Linked DNA regions of Mus musculus: regions 1 and 2 are each linked to region 3. A link is a contact called in public Hi-C and HiChIP or PLAC-seq data. All regions are on one chromosome and are shown on one strand. Each heading gives the region's core, a stretch centred on a gene start, on an enhancer-like site or on the middle of the called end of the contact. The rest is flanking DNA. Distances are from core to core; before and after follow the strand shown. Region 1 has its middle 11 kb from the start of Gm33033. Region 2 overlaps Gm32845 (a long non-coding RNA gene). Region 3 has its middle 12 kb from the start of Gm32513.

Evidence for each region. HiChIP or PLAC-seq counts read pairs in DNA pulled down with a chosen protein or histone mark. A called contact is a pair of places that touch in the nucleus more often than the background predicts.
Region 1: a contact with region 3 is called in a Hi-C map of bone marrow-derived macrophages, with 2.6 times the contacts expected there. The contact joins two enhancer-like sites. A contact is called at or near these places in 4 of 15 datasets of contacts at CTCF or cohesin (the NIH/3T3 cell line, pro-B cells and stem cell-derived epiblast-like cells), 29 of 484 Hi-C or Micro-C datasets (B cells, the C10 cell line, the C3H10T1/2 cell line and 22 more), 22 of 115 datasets of contacts at active chromatin or transcription factors (CD8 T cells, the HPC-7 cell line, bone marrow-derived dendritic cells and 15 more) and 1 of 9 other capture datasets (embryonic stem cells).
Region 2: a contact with region 3 is called in a CTCF HiChIP or PLAC-seq map of the NIH/3T3 cell line, with 22 read pairs. The contact joins two enhancer-like sites. A contact is called at or near these places in 2 of 15 datasets of contacts at CTCF or cohesin (both in the NIH/3T3 cell line), 5 of 484 Hi-C or Micro-C datasets (B cells, bone marrow-derived macrophages, cerebral cortex and 2 more) and 8 of 115 datasets of contacts at active chromatin or transcription factors (cardiomyocytes, embryonic stem cells, heart atrium and 3 more).

The regions. Positions count from the first base shown.
Region 1 is chr2:167,886,262-167,890,581 of GRCm38.p6, reverse strand. No RefSeq gene overlaps it. Among named protein-coding and RNA genes, the nearest start is that of Gm33033, 11 kb to the right of the region's middle. Within about 2 kb of position 2,416, at least 62 of the 459 cell types and tissues checked have an H3K27ac peak or open chromatin away from gene starts, as enhancers often do. A contact at or near this core is called in Th17 cells, bone marrow-derived macrophages, hepatocytes and 4 more, where this site is marked.
Region 2 is chr2:167,865,368-167,870,052 of GRCm38.p6, reverse strand. Gm32845 (a long non-coding RNA gene) reads right to left here. Exons shown (of 8, transcript XR_375289.3): 8 at 2,072-3,168. All of the region lies in intron 1 of Gm33033 (a long non-coding RNA gene), which reads left to right. Among named protein-coding and RNA genes, the nearest start is that of Gm32928, 5.4 kb to the left of the region's middle. Within about 2 kb of position 3,087, at least 68 of the 459 cell types and tissues checked have an H3K27ac peak or open chromatin away from gene starts, as enhancers often do. A contact at or near this core is called in the NIH/3T3 cell line, heart atrium and pancreatic cancer cells, where this site is marked.
Region 3 is chr2:167,798,774-167,803,388 of GRCm38.p6, reverse strand. No RefSeq gene overlaps it. Among named protein-coding and RNA genes, the nearest start is that of Gm32513, 12 kb to the right of the region's middle. Within about 2 kb of position 2,603, at least 138 of the 459 cell types and tissues checked have an H3K27ac peak or open chromatin away from gene starts, as enhancers often do. A contact at or near this core is called in the NIH/3T3 cell line, Th17 cells, bone marrow-derived macrophages and 7 more, where this site is marked.

The DNA.
Region 1 (4,320 bases), core at 1,167-3,666, 87 kb before region 3:
TCCACTCTCTCACCCGTCATCTACCCGTCAGTTTGGTCCCCACACTGTCCTCATGGGTTCTTTTTGTCTACCAAACCCTAGGCCACGTCCTCGGGTCACGGTGAAGGCCAGTATCCAATTCCTGTCCTCCAGAAGGCCATCGTGCAGTCCCTCGGACATGAGAAGAAAACCAGAGACAAAGATAGAACCAAACGGCGTTCCACTCCGATTCTATCTGTCAGCTGTCACGGGCGAACTCTTAAATGTTGGAGCCTGTTTTCCTTCTGTGTCACAGGCTGCCTTTTCCATTTTCCATTGCTGTGACAAAATCCTGGAGGCCTGGTAGCTGTTAAGTAACTGTGGGTTATCTTGGCCCACAGTTCTACAGGAAGGAAAGTCCAAAGTCACGAGGTCCCATCTGCATGCTTCAAAACATGGCAGAAATCACAGGGCAAAGGCGTAAATGGAGAAGCGAGACAGAGGCTGGCTCTATCACCAGGGGGCTCCTCTATTCAGCTCCCTTGGGACCACTGGGCACTTCATAATGTCGCCTTTGACAGGGTTGCACAGAAAGCCAACAAAGCACATCCAGACACCTGGGGGCAGGGATGGTGACCAGGGAGGCCCAGCTGAGGACTTTGCTCTCAAATGGTCTCAGCAGGCTTTTTGTGGGGTGGTATCAGAACACCCCAAAGCTCTGGGGTCAGCTTGTGACTGTCTAGCACCAAGCCCCATGCCCCAGCACTGCCTCCCCATCTCCTTCATCACTCTGAAGGGACCCACCACTTCTGGCCCCCGTGTGGGAACAGCGACAGAAAGGGAGGCCATGGCCCATTCGTTGCTGGATCCGCTGTGATTGAAGTTCCCATTTCAATAGAAACTGCTTCTGGAGGACATTAGGAAAACACATCAAACGTGAGAGAGGGAAAAAATTTCTTGTTTCATCCCTTCCGCTGCGACCACAGGAAAACAAGATAGTGTTGTTTTCTTCCTCCAAGCCAGGCTCCTGAGGCGCGCCCGCGCGCATGTTTGTGTGTGTGTGTGTGTGTGTGTGTGTGTGTGTGTGTGTGTGTGTGTGTGTTAGTCCTGTGGGGTTTTTCTGTCCCAGGCCCTCCTTCCCCTAATCATCTTCATGAACATATCTGGGGGTCACTTTAGTTTGTCTGCCAGATGTGAAGTGAACCGTGTTGAGGCTTTGGGGGGTGGGATGGGGAGCCGGGTGTAATAATGGCGCTGACTGATGCCTGGCACCTCTAAACATGTGTGTTAACTGTCATCTTCCTCCCATCCCGATGTGACATATGTACTATCACTGCCTGCTCTCCAGATGGGGGAACTGAGGTAGCATGGGATACTACTGGGTCACCCACAGAGCCTGGGCTCTGGCCATCCTGGCCATTCATGCAAACCGGAGCTTGGTCAGGGAGGCTGTGGCTACAGATGATCCTCTGGAAGAGGGACCTGGATCGTTTGGAGCATCCGGGAGGAGGAGCTGACGTGAGTGGGAGGTGGGAGGTGAGGGCAGCAGGCAGAGACCAGCGCTCTGGACTCTGGCTAGGGAGGGGCAGGACTGGGTGGTGGCCTTCAGCGTTTTAGATTTCCTGGGGAGCCAGAGAGTTCAAGCAGGACCTGACATGCCTGGGGAGGCCTTGCAGTGTCCCCTGCTCTGACCTGCTACCTACCTGTCCACCTACACACCAGATCACAAGCACATTTTTGGTGACAGAGCCTCATGAAACCCAGGCCAGCAAGGGTGACTTTAAAGTTCTGACTCTCCGGTTCCAGCTTGCGGAGTGCTGAGATCCACACAGCACCACTGTGCTTGGTTTATGCCACACCAGGGATGGAATCAGCCTTGCATGTTGAGCAAGCTGACCATTCGCACTACCAACGGAGCCCTTCCCCAGTCCAGCATCCTTCTCTCTCAGCCCTCTGGATGGGTTTAGTCCCCTGTTCTAGCCCAGATCACTGTCTAGCAGGCAAACACCACAAAGAGTTGACCATGGATGTATATCCGCACGGTTGAAATAGTGACATTCGGCCTACCACGCCATGTGGGTACTCGTGGAATCAGCTTCTTTGCCAGAAGGGTGCAAATCTCTTTGGGCTATGCCTTCAGACCTGTGGGACGTTGCTCTAACTTGCCCAGAGGGTCTGGTTTAGCTCGGGAAGCTGCAAAGATGGCCACATGTTTGATCTAGCTGCCCTAGGAGGTAGTGAGAAACTGGGGGCCCACGGCTGGGGTGTGGCCACCACCAACTTCTTTTCCTCCTAAGGCAGACCGTGACCCACCACCAAGGACACACAGCCCACTGCCCACAGTTACTAGGTACTTCGTCTCCAAGCCCCGCCTCTCCTGCCCCCTGTGCTCCCTGCCTTCCCTCTCTCTCAGCCCCTCAGCCTCAGCCAAGCTCGTATCTTATCAGCAAGCACTTCAGAGTTCAGGCCAAGAAGCCAAAGTCAATTTGAAAAAAAAAAGTCTGTAAAAGCCCAAACACAGCCAGCAGAAGGCGGGGCTCGGAAAGGGGAGGAGCTTAGGGAAGGGCGATCTTATCTCGGGTAGACTCTGAATCTACAGCTGACCTAAGTGGCTCTGAGCCATCGTAGGGGACAGATACATAAACAGCACAGGTCCCACTCCCCAAGCAAAGGACGGTTAATAATAGGAAAAGTCTCCAGGACAGACTCGGGTGGCAAGGCAGCAATCTTGTCATCGGACCCTTGGTAAACGGGACTGAGCGGGACACATCCCCTGCAGCCTGCATAGAGATGTGTGGAAGCACCTAGAGCTATCTGGGGGGCCGGAGTCAGAAGGACACAAACTCCCGTCCCTTGAGCCTTTTGAGCAACTGCACCAATGAGATCGTATAGGAAGAGGTGATAGGAACCTGGGGGAGGTTGCAGGTAACCGACCAATAGAGCAAAAGATGGGCGGGGTTTCGGTCGCAAAGGTCCAGAGCTCTGGGTCTTCAAGGTCTGTCTACCTCAAGTGGAATCCTAGACCTGGCCCCCCACCTCCCCCTCTGCTTCTGGGGAAATGTGCTGTATGCAAGCAATTCTTTCTGAGTTCCCTCGTGCTTTATAATCTCCCTGTTTTAAAACGTGGTTTCTGTATGCTCACTTGTGTGTCTAGTGTGGGCCAGAGAACAGCCTCAGCTGCCAGTCCTTAGATACCTTCCACCCTTTTCGTTTAGTTATTTATTTTTAGATTTTTTTTTTTTTTCAGACAAGGTCTCACAATGTAGCCCTGGTTGGCCTGGAGCTTGCTTTACAGATCAGGCTGGCCTCAGATTCACAGAGATCCACCTGGCTAAAGGCATTTATCACCACGTCAGCTGATTTTTTCCCCCACTTTGAATCTTTGTGAATGCATAGCACACATATGCAGAGTCTAAGGAGGCTGGAAGAGGACGCTGGATCTCCTGGGGCTGGAGTCACAGCTGGTTATGAGCCATGTATGTGCTGGGAGCTGAACCTGGCTGCTCTTAGACATCAAGCCACCTCTCCAGTCCTGACCTTGTTGTTTGTGTGTGTGGTGGGGTCTCTCCCTGCCTGGAGCTACTGAGTAGGCTAGGCTGTCTGCCCAGTGAGCCTCAGGGGTTCACAGGTCTGTCTCCGCCTCCCCAGCCCTGGGGTCACACACTTCTGGAACCCACACTTAGCTTTTATGTTGTATGTGGCCTCTGGGAATTGAACTCTGGTCTTCTTACCCAACAAGCCATCCCCCCAGACCCCGTCTCTTGGAAACTTCTGAGGGTTCTATGAAGCGAGGAACCAAACAGAGACAGGGCAGGAAACTGAGGCTCAAGAGGAGAAGTGACCAACTGGCCCAAGGTCCCATACTCAGCAGTGACTGAGCCAGGCTCTGAAACAAGGTTCTTGGTGCTGCTTCCTGTTCTTGAGATACATACAAGTGCCCCTCGTGGCAGAAACGTGAGCTGTGCACCCGATCAGCACAGCTACTACACCCTGAGAGCAGCTCATTAAAAATGTCTTCAGACACACATCCTACAGACGGGGATGAATCCTCACCAAGTGTACACACTTGTGCAATCCGCCCCCAGATGAACACAGAACATTCCAGAGCCCCTGTCTTGCTCCCTAGAAAGTCCTCTAAGGTTACCACCCACAGGTCTGAACTCAAGCCCTAGTTAGAACTCAGCAGAAATGGAAGCCACAGTGGGTGTTCCCCCGGTGTGGACTCTTAGTGCCTCACCAGGTTTGTGGGGTTCAGCAGAGACAACTGTGGTAGCAACTGGGGCAGAGGGAGCTTGCAGCAGTGTGCAGGGTGCAGCAGCAGGGTCTCTAAGGGAGAATGGCTGCACAGAGCCTCAAAGGGCT
Region 2 (4,685 bases), core at 1,838-4,337, 66 kb before region 3:
CCCCAGGTGTCATGGAAGGCCACAGACAGTGCCTCTTGAGGTGGGAGCTCTTCAGTTCCCCGTCTCCTCCTAGCCAGAGCAGCCATTTCTCCTGCTCCTTTGTGGTTCCTGCTCAGACCTGGCTGTTCCCCAGACCCTCCATTCTCCAGCCCTCATTATCAGCTGACTTCTAGGATGTAGTGCCTCCCCCCCGTCCCTCACGGCCCTGGGGGCAACACCAGCAGCCACTGCCTCTCAGCCCCTGTGCGACTGTGGCAAGGTCTCGGTTGCACTTAAGAAGGGGCTAGGAACCAGAGTTGGAAGCAGAGCTGGGCTTCTCTGGGGAGTCAGGAGGACCTCAGGCTCCTTGGTGCTGCGCTGCCCCTGACTCCAGCTTCTGGGAGTAATAGAGCAGGAGGAAGCGGTCCCCGAGGAGGTGTTGGTCACAGACACTTGCATGGGACAGGCAGGGCCAGACAACTGGAAAGGCTGCATGGGGGAGGGGACAGTGTCCCCAGGGATCATCCCAGAGAGTTGGGATGGAGAGGTGTGTGCTGAGGTCTAGAGGCTGGAGAAGGGGTTGGGTGGACAGAGGGGTTGACACGTGTTGATCCTTTACACAGAGCCCACTAGAGCCTTGTGCCTGCCAGGCTCTGGGCAAAGGAGAAAGAGGTTATAGGGGTAGGGAATATTCATGTGAGTGACATGGCCTAGCCCAGCTCCTTGCTTCCGGGAGACTACCACTCTGCCTGCGTGGAAGGTGACCTCAGCATGGAGGGTGACCAACAGGATCACAGGACAGGGAAATTTGATTTTGGAGAGCCAGGCCCAGGCTGGTCCCAAGCTCACAACCCTTCTACCTCGGCCTCCAAGGCGTTGAGTTGATACACCTGGCTCCTTCATACCTGTCTTGTATGCAGTTCAAGGAATTATTCATTTTTGTGTGTGTTTGTGTGCATGTGCACACATGTGCGTGCATGTATATATGCACACATGCATGCAATGCTTATGCTGTGTGTGTACACGCATGCATGTGTATATGTACGTGTATGTGCATTTGTGTGTTGAATGTGTATCTCCACACAGCATTTACCTCGGTTCTTGGGGAGCCAGCTGTGTGCAGTTCCAGTCGGCAGAGATATGCTGATGCTTGTCAGTCTTTGGGCATCAACATCTGTTCCCTCTCTGCTTGGCAACTGTCCTACCCTCTAGCTGGGGCTCCATGGGACAGCAAGCTGCCTGTGAGCCCAGCACACAGTAGGTCCAAAATGAGTGAGGAGCGCCTGGGGTCAGACTGGCTTGCCCCCCTTCACCCCCTGCTGCATCCTCTCGAAACCCCTCTGGTACTGGCACGCGAGGTCCCTCGTCTCCCATCTCTTCTTCCCATCTCTCTCCATCTCTTCTCATACGTCAGCTGCAGCATAACCTCCTCAGGGAAGGCTTCCCTGAGTACCAAGGCACAGCTGGGTCCCAGCAAGGCGTCCTAATCAGCCCCTAGTCTTTCCTACTGCTTAGACATGTCATGGACTTTCCAACACGCCCATAGAAGCCGGGATTGCTCTAGGTTTTGTTCAGGGTTCGAAAGTAATAGCTCATCCCCCTACCCTAGCTCTTAGCCCAAGATCGTTCAGCAGCACGTTGGCTTCCTACTGATTTGTGCTATTCAATGCACACAGGGGAAGGACAGTGAGGGAATGCCCAGCCGGGGATGGGCAACAGGCACCCAGGGAGATGTCTGAACACACAGGGCCCTGGGTAGCAGATTGGAGGAGGAAACACAAAGCCCTGGGGAAGCTGTGAGTGGGGTCTGGAGCTCAGGAGACAGCTCATATAAGGGGGGTGGCTCTTGTCCTGTGGTCCCGGGACCCTTTTGAAAGGTGAATGATTCCTTCACAAGGGCCATCTAAGACCATCAAAAAAATACAGGTATTTGCTTTATGATTCATACCAGTAGCAAAATTACAGTTATGAAGTAGCAACAAGAATAATGTTATGGTGGGGGGTCACCACCACATGAGGAACTGTGTTAAAGGGTCGCGGCATTAGGAAGGTTGAGAACCGCTGATGTAGATTCTTGAGAACAGAGGGCAGGGCGGTGTAGAGGCTTCAACACAGGGCCCAGTGTCTCCCTGAAGTCTGGTGTTGTCCAACTTCTGAGTCCTGGGCATTTGGGGATGGGGTGGGGACAGCCACATCTATCTGACCTACAAAATCCTGGGTCTCAACCTGGGACTGAGGCTGTCACCAGAAAGTTAAGGATGGGGACACGAGGCTAATGGGGGAAGGCAGCCCTCGCAGGGCCATTCTAGAGCTGGCACTGCCCAGTGGCCACTGAATCCCACAGAGAGTTCCTGGTCCCCGTACACAACACAAAACAACCTCCAAGACATTCTCACCAGGCAGCAGGGACTGGATGGGACAGACCCAGGCTCCATCAAACCCCTAGGTATTACCGAACTTGGGGCTCACAACCTTTGCCTCAACTTAGGTTCAGCCACCGGTCTCAGCCAGTTTTAAAGTAGAAAATAGAAAAAGAGCCTTATTCAGTGTGGTCATATCGGGAAGAGGGACAGAGAGATGTAGTGAGCTCCTGCCCAGCTCATTAATGTGAGGAAGATGGCTGTTGAAGGCACAGATGCTCAGTCACTTCCTGTGTGTCTTGTGTGGCCCTCAGAGCAAAGAGACAGATGTGCTGGTGACTGACGGCCATGAGGTGCTGGCACAGGGCTGGTGGGTGGAGGGATAGAGCAGCCACGGCTGCGGGCATAACCATCCCTGGGTAAACAAACAATTTTCCCTCAAGAAGAGGACCCAGAGAGAAAGAGCACTTTAGTGTGGCCAGCATACCCTCTTGCATTTTTTAATCGACTCCCAGAACTCCCCAGCCAGGAAGCTTTTGTTACACTTTCTTGGGAATATGTGAGGCTGGGATGGAAGATTCTGGAAATTTGCCCCACTGACCCAGGAATCTTGGGGCTTGCCACATCCTGGGAACTTGGGCAGAAGAGGTGAAGGCATTTCTCTAGGAAGCAGTCTGCAGTGGTCAGCACTCCGTTATCAGCCGGCCCTCTCCACAGCTTGGCGTGGGTCCCGCATTCCAGGAGCAAAAGGCCTGTCTGGCTTCCAGCTGGAACCGCCTGGGGGCGGATGGTACTGTGCAATGCACCCACCACATGGAAACGGGCCTGGCTGGGGGACAGACAGAGTATGACATCCTGGAAGTGTGTCCTATACCACCTTGGGATGGGCGGATGTGGCTGTTTACTTCAGAGATGGGCAAGGTAGGCGGTCCCCAGATGGAAACGTGGCTGAGGGGACAGAGGGCAAGTAAAAGACTTCCTAGCATGGGTGGGGGGGTCACACTTCTCCTAGAGCCCAGCAGACTCCCTGCCTCCCTAGGGTCACAGACACTGCCAGACACAACCCTGTTGGCAGGCTGGGCCCGATCTTTCTCCGCTGTTCTGGGCACAGGAAGAGGCATATTTGTCCTGGTGTCCTTTCCTAAATAGGGCCGTCAGTGAACACTCCATCACTACCAAGTGTCCCCCAGGGAGGCAGTGTCATCCTGGATGGCCCATGACATTGGGCCCAGGGTGGATTTGCTTTAATATTTTGCAATGGTCAGATGTGGATGTGCCATTCCCCACCATGGTTGCTGGGAGACAGTCAAATTTCTGTATCTGGCACAAGCCCACAGCCAGGTTCTCTGATTCCTAGACAGGAGGCAAGGGATGGGGTGCAAGTTCATGCGTGGACACCAATACCCTTGATGTAAACTCACTTCCCAGGTGGAAGTCCTGGCCCTGGGGTGTCTGCTGGCTAGGGACTGACTCCCAGACAGTGCCTCAGTGGGTGTCTGTGAAATGGGAGGAGCCACTGCAGGTGTGTCCAGGCTGGACTCTCACACTAGATTCTAACACTACATTCTTATGATGCCTAAGGCAAAAATGAAGATTGGGGACAGTACTGCCTGGCCCTTAAGAGACATGGTCTTCTCAGAGTATGAATCCCAGAAGGGCTTCTTGTGGTCTCACTGGCTAGAGCCAGGTCGCAGGAGATGACTGGCAAGCTCTTCCCTTCATCAGACACACAGCTCCAGGCTCTGCCCAGAGCTCCCCAAGTCTGCCACTTGTCACTATCTAAGATGGACATCTAAGTGTGAAGCCCAGAGAAGACTGTTCGCTAGCCCTGGTGATGCAGCTGGTATGGAAGACCTGGACTCCAGGGCTGGTTCCTGAGGGATTTGCACGCAGCACCCCTAGATGAGTTGCTGAGCATAGACTTACACGCTCTAGTGTGTCTCTGTCTATGCAGGACCAGATCCCCAGAGAAAACAGGCTGAGTCAGTCACAAGCATTGTTTGGGCACATAGACAAAGAAGTCATTTCTTGTTAATCTGTAAGTCAAATCCAGCTGTATCCTGTCTCCTTCTTCTTCTCCTCCCCTGCTTGGCTCTCCCCTCCTTTCTAGTTCTCTCTCTCTCTCTCTCTCTCTCTCTCTCTCTCTCTCTCTCTTTCTCTCCTTACCTTTACTAGTGGCTGTACCTTGGGCCTTGTGACTGCTAGACAAGCCCTCTACAACCAAAGTGTCCCCCCTCCCAGGACCTAGCTTCCCAGCTTCATCCTGGCCAGAGTGTCCTCCCAGACCTCCTACCCCTGATGCTCCCACCCCATTATCTACCACATGAGGGTTCTTTTGTCCCCCCT
Region 3 (4,615 bases), core at 1,354-3,853:
TCATTGGAGACTCTTCAAGGGCATCCTGAGGCCAGGCCTCCATAGTCACTGGCTGAACTACAGACCCATTCCCTGAAGAGTTTCTGGAAGTGAGTGCTTACTGTGCATGTTTCAGTTGCAACCCCACCACAAATGGGGAAACTGAGGCCTGAGGAGAAGACAGGCAGGATACAATGTGACCCCATCACACACCCCCCTCAGCACCCCTGAGGTTTCTGAGAAGCCTCTGTGTCCCAAGGGCACAGCGATTCTCAACAGGTCCTAGGCAGAGAGGGTCTCACAGTGTCCTTATGAAATACACCCACTTCCAGGATTATCACAGACTTAAGTGCCCTTCCCCTGGCCTGACCATGACATTGGACAAACCCACAGTACATCACCCCACCAGGACCCCTACAGTAACATCATGGAGACCCAAAACATTCAGTTCCACAGAGTGCCCCCCTGCTCTTCCCTAACCAAACCCACTTCCCACCCCAACCCTGACCCTGACCCTGGCAACCACTAATCTGTTCTCCATTTCTATAATTGTGTGGTTTCTAGAATGTTCTATAAATGGCATCACACAGTGTATAACCTCTGGTTTGGGATTGTTTGGCTCAGCATAATTCTGAGGGCTGGTGTTTGCTGTGAGCCTCGAGGGCGCTTTCCTCACACACCAAGTGGTGCTCTGTCAGCGGGCTCACGGTCATGTCACCCGCGGCCACAGGACAAGGAGCTGCCTTTGCTGATCTCAAGGCAGGGATTCCAACTGTGTCCAGAGTGCCTGTGCCACGCCCCTAGGCTACTTTTTAACCATCATTTTGAACACCACACTAACTGCCACTCCAGGACCTCGAGTCTCTAGTCCTTCCCTGAGTTTGGGGTCCTCGTCTTTTGTAAGCACTTAGTAGAATATGCGGCCCATGATATCTGACTAACATCACAGAATCTCTGGCATGAAGGATGGTGATCCCTTCCCCCCTACTCTCTCCCTTGTGCTCAGTTCACTTCCTGTTTGGATGGTTGTTTGCAACAGGGTCTCACTGGATACCCACGATGGCCTAGAACTCACGATCTTCCTGCCTCAATCTGCAGAGAGCTAAGATGACAGGCCCATGCCACATTGTCAGCATTCTGTTTCTTTGGTCCCATGTAGACCAGGCTGGCCTCAAACTCACTGGACTCTTCCTTCAGCAGGTACTTCAGAGTGTTGGGATTACAGACATGCAGCGCCACGCCCAGCTGGCTTTACCTTTTTAACTGATGAGTTTGTGTGTAAGGCTAGCACCGTACTGTGGAGCCTCATAGCCTAGGCTCTGCTGTGTCATCTTTGTAATGGGGCCGTTAAAGAACATAATCGTTGACTCTCCATGAGGCCACTGATAAATTTGCCTGTGTGTTTGTGTGTGTATGTGTGTGTGTGTGTGTGTGTGTGTGTGTGTGTGTGATGGTGGATGTGTGTGAATGTGTGTGTGTGCATAGGTATGTAGTATGTGTGTGTGTGCGCGTGTGTGGTGGTATGTGTATGTGTGTGGTGTGTATGTATGTGTGTACACTGTGTTGTGTTGCACATGCACTGAGAGTGCATGTGTGACGGTATGTGTGTGGTGTGTATGTGTGTATACTGTGTGTTGTGTTACATATACACACGCAGACACAGCGGACGATGTCATTTATCTGTCTCCATTATCTGTGTTTTGAGGCAGGGTCTCTCACTGCACAGAAGTAGTTTCAGCCAGGCCAGCTGACCAGCAGCTCTAGGGATCTGCTTATCTCCCACCCACAGTGCAGTGGCTTCGAGCATGCTCAGACATGGTCAGCTCTTATCTGGGTGCTAGGGATCCGAGCTCAGGTCTTCCCCTAATTCCCTTGTTCTCACATCATGCAGCTTCTCGCTCAGCCTTCTTGAGGCTGGGCCACTCCTTATCTTCTTACTATGCTTTTTCGAGTCAATGGTTCTTTCGACCGTGTGTGTTTGAGAGGCCCAACTGGCCAGTCCTCCTCTGGCTCTCGACACCTTATCTTTTGGGGGCAGGGTTTCTATGGCCTGAAGTGATCTGATTCAGTTAGAGTGTCTGGTCTGGGAGTCCTAGGGATTCTCCCATCTCCACCCCTACCCCCAGGCACTGGGCTCCTGGTTATTCCCCATCACACCAGGCTAGTTGTACGGGTACTGTGGATCTGAGTTTGGGTGCTCGCACTAACACAGTGAACACTACCCACTGAGCCATCTCGCCTACCCCTCAGTGCTTCGTGTGGAGTGAGGTTTGGGTCCGCACACTGTTTCTGCAGGGGCATGCTTGATGGCCGCACACTGTGTTCAGAAGGTCTCCGCCTCCCCCCGCCCCCCTTCTTCTACTGACAGGCCTTCTCGGCTTAGTCATGGGGACTCATCCACAGTCTGCTCCAAGCTCTCTGTGCTCTGCTCATCTGAACGTCTGTCTGTCCTTGTATCTGTCTGTCCATCCTCTGCCCACACTAGACCCCCTCACAGGTACAGGGCAGACCTTACAGGAGCTTTCTCCGTGGAAGGAAGTCACATGCTTTAGTTCACATGTTTTAGTTCACTGATAAACAAGGGATGAAATTCCTTTCCTCTGTGTAATTCCTTTGAAAAGAGAACACTGAGAACACTGAGGCCTAGCAGGGAAAGATGCCTGCCATTCAGCCTGACAGCCTACTGGGTGTGAGGGGACAACTGACTCCTGAAACTGTCCTCTGACTCCCACACATGAACTGCTGCAAGCAAAGCCTCCCCCCTCTCCCTTTCCCCCTCCCCCTCTCCCCCTTCCTCCATCTTCCTCCCCCTCCCTATCCCTCCTCCGCCACCCCCCCCCCCCCAAAACACACAAATACATAAAAATGCAACTAAAGAAAAAGAGTGTCACATCTCTGTGAGTTCCAGGCAAGTCACATTTCAGAGAGAGACAGAAACAGAGAGAGAAGAAAGGAGAGGGAGGGGAGAGAGGGGAGGGGGGAGGGGGGAGGGAGGGAGGGAGGGAGGGAGGGAGGGAGAGAGGGAGAGAGAGAGAGAGAGGGAGAGAGAGAGAGAGAGAGAGAGAGAGAGAGAGAGAATACCAGAGGACAGAGGTTGCTATAGGTTAGTAACTGTCTAGTCAGGGACTACATTTCCCAACTTGCTTTGCACCTAGAACCATGTGATCATCTCTGGCCTATGGTCTCTAAGGGAAGTGACTTTCTTGGCTCTCTACCAGGCCTTCCTTGGTGCTCCACCCCTTAATTTTTCCCTGTCTGCTAATAAATGGATGTTGATCCCAGGTGACCTTGGGATGACCTGTGGAAGATGGCTGAGTGTCCATTTCTCTTCCTCCCTAGGACCATCCAAATCTAAAATTACAATGCACCAGAGACCCACTTTCAAGTTTGAAATTAAGAGAATGTCCCTCCTAGCTGGGCAGTGGGGGTCCGTGCCTCTAATCCCAGCATTCAGGAGGCAGAGGCAGGCGGATCTCTGTGAGTTCTAGGCCAGCCTAGTTTACATAGTTCCAGGATAGTCAAAGCTACATGCTGAGACACTGTCTCCAACCGAACAAGAGAAAAATATCCCTGCTAGCAGACTCAAAAGCTTTCACTTCCGCACCACACATATGGAACAGCCCAGAGAGGAAATGTGTTTGCCCAGGGTCGCACAGCAGTTCCACTGACTGAGGCAACTGATCTCCAAGAGCCTTTGAGTTCTTGTCTTTAAGGTCAGGCAAGTCAGAGCCTGCTGGTCCATACTCCAGGGTAGACAATTACAGAAGAAAATCATAATTAATAATTCAGTGTGAGGCGACTCAGAGCTTCCGGGCCTGGGCGGCGCCAGATGGAGGGAGAAGTAATTTTAAGACTTCCACCTTCCTGGGACGTGAGGGGCAATTTAAACTAAGCGCCAATAAACACACCTGAGACAGCCGTGACCTTTGCTACAAAGTGCTCCTTCGCCTCCAAAAGCCACTCTGTCTTATGATGTGGAATCTATTTGTGAATTGAGGTTTCAAAAAAAAAAAAAAAAAAAGACCAGGAGGGATTTATAGGAAACAACATGGCAGGGTGACAGACTGAATGGGTCAAAGGGCGGCAGAGGCGGGCAGCACTGGGGAGGAGGAGGAGGGAAGGCAGCCAAGGGTTCTGGGCCAGGCATGTTCACCCAGACACAAGCCTACTCTACCCCTATAGTGTTGGGAAGTCCCATGCATGGGCTTCACCAACAGTGCCTCAGGTTCCCGGGTCCTCCTGTTTAATCTGAGAGCACGGTTTCAGGGTAGAGGAGCTATGGAGACCAAGGTACCCAGCCTGGGCCCCAGATAAGCACTGAGGTGGCCATGGGGCGGCGGCTGGGCCTTGGCTTCTCATAGGTTCCCAGTGCCTACAGCAGGCAGTGAGTGAGTATAAGGCACCACAAGGATGTTAGGCCCTTAAGCCGCACCTTGACACCCCTCCGTTTCCCCTGTCTCTCTCTCCCTCGGGCCTGCGTGTCCCTTTCTGTCATTCTAACCTATGCATTGCCATGTCTCTTGCCTGCCCCTCCCCCTGCAGGCGACAGGGCTCCCGTCCCTCCTCCTTGGTGGACATAGTGACCAAGTCTTCCCAGTATGCATTGTGGCTGGCCCGACTTTCAATAACTTCCTAA